Regions from separate parts of the Ovis aries genome. Here region 1 is linked to region 2. Evidence: chromatin contacts called from public Hi-C data. All regions are on one chromosome and are shown on one strand. The core of a region is the stretch at or near the end of the contact, and the rest is flanking DNA. Distances in the headings are between cores, read along the strand shown.

Region 1 (2,933 bases), core at 132-2,631, 280 kb before region 2:
GTTCCCTCAGCCGGTGGCGCGGGGAGCGGACGGCACCAGGAGGCGGGCTTGCGGGAGGGGGGGTGGACGGGAGGGGCCTGAGTCACCCACGTCTTGCTGGGTCCCCAGAGCCTCCCTCGCTGCCTCTGGAAACCTTCCATGTGCACCCCATGGCACTGACATGGACTCGGGGGAAGGGAGGTGGGGGGTGAGTAAGGACACTGTCAGGGGTGCTGAGCGCGTGGAGAAGCGTAAATCAGGGGAGACTGAAGCAGGGCAGTGGGAGGAAGGGGACCCGCGAGCTGACTCCCCAGAGGGAAGGCCAGGCACGCTTCCTGGGGGTCCAGGCCCAGCCACGAGAGGGCGCTTACATCTGGACTGACGCTGCGGGAGGGCAGGGAGGTGAGCCCTGCTCCCGGCTCCCCTGCTGGGCCCCAGCCCGCCCACTTGGGCAGGGTGGGTCTCTGCTGCAGGCCAGGGGAAGAGGGACGGGGGGCTGGCCTCCAGGAGGGAGGGGTGTCCGCACGCCCCCTTCCTGGGGTCTGGGGTCAGGCCCCAGGACAGCGGGAGGGCAGAGTGCCTGCTGAGCCTGACTGCAGGTGACGTTTTGGCATCTCCCGGCCTTCGGGGCAGCCTGCTTTGCACCTGTGGCCCTCCTCTGTGCTGGCCCATGGTCTTGCGGGCCAGGTGGCAGTCGTCAGAGCCAGCTCAAGTGTCAGGGCAGTTGGGGGATGGGGTTATACACCCCAGAGACGGGCCCACTCCCATCTCATGGGCTGATGTGCCCACCCCTGCCAGCTCTCTACCTGTGCTGGAAGGAGAGGCCTGGGAGCTGGACTGCAGGATCGTTAGGACACAGCCAGACCTGCCTGTGCCCTTATTAGCTGTACAGATACCCAAGCTCCCGGAGCCTCAGTTTCCTCATCAGGAAAGTGGGCTCACGCCCGCTGGGAGCGTGTTGCCTGGACCTGGTGCAGGGGAGTGCCCAGGCGTTTCTGGTTGTTGATCTCTGTCCTCAGCCTCTGGGGCAAGTTCTCTGCCCGGTGGGGCATGAGGTTGGCAGGCCAGCAGCAGTACACCCAGGCCGGCTCCTCTCACAGTTGATGCCTGTGGATCGTGGGCAGGCGCCGGGGCCTCAGGGAGGTGGAGCTGGCAGAGGGCCAGCAAACATGGAACAGATGGCCAGGGAGCCTTCCGTGTCTGGCTCGCCGAGGCTTCTCACGTAAGGGGAGCCAGAACCGGCCTGTGTCCTCTCAGGACCCTGGTCCACAGAGAGGCCAGAGCTGCGCCCCCAGCCTGGCCCTTGATGCTGGGGGAGCCGCCCCCCCAGGACCCAGAGTGCTGTGTACCACTGCCCAGCTCTCCCCAAGCCCCCAGGAATGGCCACAATGGGTGCTGTGTGTGAAAGGAGGTCAGGCGGCCTGGCTGGGGTGGGCATGAGGGGCCCGGCCAGCCCAGCCCCAGCCGCTCCCAGGTCCGGGAGCCGGAGCAGAAAGCACGGCCATGGCTCTTGGGGTTGCTCTCCTCGCAGAGCAGGCCTCCAGTCAGTCACAGCAGGACCACAGATGAGTGAGATCACCTCGCGCCTAGCAGCACCAGGTCCTGTTGTCCCCGCTCCAGAGGTGGAGAGCAGAGTGGCCTCCGGGTTAGAAAGAAAGGAAGCACCCGCTGCCCCTCAGGGCTCTGTCTCCATCCTGTCTTGCTCCCACCACAGCTGGGCCCGCTCCAGACAAGTCGGGGCAGGACCGGGCTGCAGGGAGAGCAGGGACCCCCTTGCCCAGCCTCGAGAGCTCCCTGGACAGCCTGGGGCTGCACTTGTGGGGGACTTGGGAGAATTGCTGAGCTGGAGAGGTGTCTGCACTGGGCAGGGACCCCGTCCCGACCCTCCTGCCAACCAGCAGCTCTTCTCACTCGATCCACAAGCTCAGGGCTAGGTGGGTGGACAGAGGCTTACAAGACTTGCCACCAGGTGGAGAATTAAAACATATGAATGAGCAAGCCCAGGGCCAGTGGTGGTTCCTGGGTGAGTGGAGTCGGGGTGACAGTGCCCCAAGCGTTTGGTGAGGGAGCAGTCATATCCAGGAAGCCTTCTTGGAAGAGGAGGCATTGAGCTCAGGGGGACAAGACTCCAGCAGGTGGAGGTGGGAGGGGCCCGAGACTGCCACCTTGCTCGGAGCCTGAGTCGGGGCAGCACGTGTGCTAGGTGGGTCCCCCTTCCTGCCACCCCTGCTGGGTTGCAGTCACTGGGTCAGTGGGGCTGGGAGCTGAGTCAGGACTTGCCCACCCAGCATGCGCGCAGACAGGCCATGGGACCTGGTGTCTCCTGGTTTTCCACGTAGTGGCTGTGGGGGCCTCGTCGCTCTAGGCCAGGCCCCGGGGTAAAGTGGGGGTGACATGCATCTCCTGGTGGAGTCCTGGAAGGCTCAGCAGTCTCTCCGAGAAGCGGGACCCATGGAAGCTGTCAGGAGGGGACTGGCCTTGTCCCCAGGGCCCCAGGGGGCCACACCTTCTGGGGAGAAGGAACCACCTGCAGTTTCCAGATCAGAGCTGCTCTCCTGCAGCACAAGCTGGCCCTTGGCCTTATTTCCCAGACTCCAGATGCTCTCAGTGGCGGCGGCATCGAGCGTTAGTTGTAGTTTGAGCTGCACGTATCAAGTGAAAGAAAAGTCCCGAGTGGTCTGGTTTGCTTAGGTTAGAGAATTTCTTTTTAAAAAATATTTATTTAATTTTTGGCTGCGTCAGGTCTTAGTTGTGGCGGGCAGGATCTCGCCTTGTGGCTCACAGGCTCAGTAGTTGCGGTGGGCAGGCTTAGTTGCCCCGTGGCATGGGGAATCTTAGTTTCCAGCCAGGGATCGAATCCACGTCCCTGGCATTTGAAGGTGGATTCTTCACCACTGGACCGCGAGGGAAGTCCCTCAGAATTTCTGTTCTCCCCTCATCTCTACCCTCGCCTT
Region 2 (2,700 bases), core at 55-2,554:
AGAGCCAGAAGATTTGCCTTGAAATGACATTTGCCTAGCAAACACACTCTATTTACTCAGAACGTCCATCGGAGGTTTCCCTAAGAGAGAATTAGCTGCACGTTATGGGGGATGGGGGACTCAAGAGTTTTGTCCTCCCCAAGTCACCCAGCGGCCCTGCACGCCCCCGGCCCCCTACCCCATAAGAAAAGCTGAGAGGGATAGGAAGGCAGATGGCTGCTCAGACACAGAGCTGGCACCGCAGGTTTTACAACAGGAAAGGGCGACTCACAGGATGGAGATTGGCTAGATTTTTCCTCCAGCGAGGGGGACACCTGGGAGCACTTCTTCCAAGTCCTGGCCCCCTCTCTCTGAGGGCCACACCCCACGCTTAGGCCCCGGGTACCCACCCAGGCAGGCCAGGGCTGGAGGAGGAGAGAAGCACAGAGGGCTGGCCGGAGGGCTGTGGCCACCACTTCCTCCCGACCCCTCGGTCAGGAGCGCGGGCCGGCCGGGGCAGGCCCAGCACCGCACACACACCTGCCCCTGCGCCGCCGTGACACTTGTCACTGGGGGAGGGGAGCCCTCCGCGCCCCAGCCGGAACCGACGGAAATTCGGAATTAGCATTGGGCCCCTCACCCCCCGAATCCGGAGGGCCCGTGCTTGGGGTAGGGGCGTCGGAGGCGGATTTCCTCAGCCCCGGTCCCGGCGCGCCACACCCTCCTCCCAGCGCGGGGCTGGGGGCCCGGGTCTCCCACTTTTCCGCGCACCGACCAGGAGGGCGGGCCGGGGCCTCCGGGAGCCGCCGCCTGCCCGGCCGGTGAGGGGGGGGGTCCCCGCCCCGAGCCCGCCCCCGCCCCCGAGCCCGCCCCCACCCCGGGGTTCGCTGCGGCCCTGAGGAGGGGGCCCAGCCGCGCCGCCTTCCGGCCGGGCAGCCGAGACACTCACCCCGCTCTGCACGGCGCTGCTCCGTCCTCTTCGGCCGCGCTGGGCCGCCGCCGCCTCACGCGGCCCGGGAGACTCCGGCCCGGTGGCCCCGGCCCGGCCGGCTGCGCCCCGCGGCTCCACGCGCCGCCGCCGCCGCCAGCTGGCCCCGGGCGAGCGGCCGGGCTCCCGCGGGCATGCTCCCCGACCGTCGGCGGGCGGGCGGCGAGCGGGCGCACGTGCGGGCCGCCTCGGGTCTGGGCGCTCGGAGCGGGGGCCGCGGGCGGGGATGGAGGCGGCGGCCGGCGGGGCGCGGGGCCGGGCGCGCCCGCGGACCGGCCTGACAGCTCTACACGGCGGCGCCGCCGTGCCCCGCGCGCCCCAGCGGCCGCTGCTGCCCGTGCGCGCCGGGCCCGCCTCGCATTCCCTCACTCGGCGGTGGGCCTGCGCCTCCGTCAGGCCACGCGCGGAGCCGCCCGCCGCCTCCGCCCGCCCGCCCGCCGCGAGGGCCAGCCTCCGCCGGGAGAAACCCCGACAAACTTGGCCCGGCTCGGGCGTCAGGTCTGCGCTCGCCCGGGCGACCCCGGGAAAGGCCTGGAGGTCACTTCCATGAGGGGAGGCCCCGGCCCACGACCTCTTGGCCCTTTTAATACTGTGAGCCTCACTTGCCAGGAAACACTCTCCCCCACCACCACCACCCCAACACTACCAGGGGAAAGGAATGAGCAGATTTACAGAAAAGGGGGAAAAAAAAAAAAGGAAAAATTGAGTCCTTTGGGAGTAAGATAACAAAATCAAGGGGAACGAGCAGCGGAACACTAAGGAAGGCATTTGGAATGTGTGGGCAAACCAAAGGTAGTCAATGGAAGTCCAGACCTTGACACCTGGTGCTTTTATCCGTTACCAACCCGATTTGCAGAAATAGAGGCAACCAGGAGTTCTCTCCTCAGAACACCAAATATGGTCTGGACCAAAAAATGAAAATGCTCTTTGGCAATCAGAAGGCGTGGCAGTCATAGTAGCCAGAGGGTAAGATCTAGCCCCTGACCTCAAGAAGGAACTGGCAGAGGATCAGAAATAGCTTCATCTTGATATTCCGACCAGACTGGACACTCCAGTTGGACCAAGAGGGTACTGAGTGCTATTTAAATCATGAAGTATATATTTAGATTAAGCAAGGATGGCTTTATAAAGATTTGAAGTAACTGAATTAAACAGGGCACACCCCAAACCTAGGAGTAGTTTACTTATCACCAAGTATCACTTTCTCAGGTTGAAAGGAGGCAGGGAGCCTTCCCCTTGGGAGGGCAAGTGTAAGGTGAAGTTAAAAGCAGCCCAAGATGAGTTCAGATCAAGTCAGAGAGGAACAACCCAGACCAAAGGCCGTCCAATCTCCTTGGACACTGAATGGGCCAACTCCTTCCCTCCACCAAGAGGCACCCTAAGACCCAGTAAAGGTTTCCAGCCCCAGCTGCTGTTCTGAGTAGGCCAGGGATTGAGTCATCGTCTATCTCCTACACAGGTGTCCTCCTTGCCTGAGGATCTGTGGAAGCCAAACTGGGTGACAGGTCCTTTCACTGCTACTTCTGCCTTGACCTTTACTTTTTTGATAAAGGTAAAAAAAAAAAAAGTTTTCAGAGCATATAGATTTCTGGAGTGAGGCTCTCTGCCTGTAGGCCAGTCAGAACAGAGGCCCTGGACAGCTGCCCTTGTAACCCTGCGGTACCTGCTCCCAAACCAGTAACTCAGAGGACTTAACACCATTAAAAACCAGAGCCCACAACTGGCCAGCAGGA

What was found. A called contact is a pair of places that touch in the nucleus more often than the background predicts.
Region 1: a contact with region 2 is called in a Hi-C map of hypothalamus, with 2.4 times the contacts expected there. The contact joins the enhancer-like site here to the promoter of PITPNM2 in region 2. A contact is called at or near these places in 2 of 16 Hi-C or Micro-C datasets (hypothalamus and liver).

The regions. Positions count from the first base shown.
Region 1 is chr17:52,715,914-52,718,846 of ARS-UI_Ramb_v3.0, reverse strand. The region is part of intron 1 of HIP1R (huntingtin interacting protein 1 related); the gene reads left to right. Among named protein-coding and RNA genes, the nearest start is that of HIP1R, 13 kb to the left of the region's middle. Within about 2 kb of position 1,381, at least 15 of the 54 cell types and tissues checked have an H3K27ac peak or open chromatin away from gene starts, as enhancers often do. A contact at or near this core is called in hypothalamus and liver, where this site is marked.
Region 2 is chr17:52,432,024-52,434,723 of ARS-UI_Ramb_v3.0, reverse strand. It overlaps PITPNM2 (phosphatidylinositol transfer protein membrane associated 2), which reads right to left and starts at 1,304. Exons shown (of 28, transcript XM_060401114.1): 1 at 929-1,304.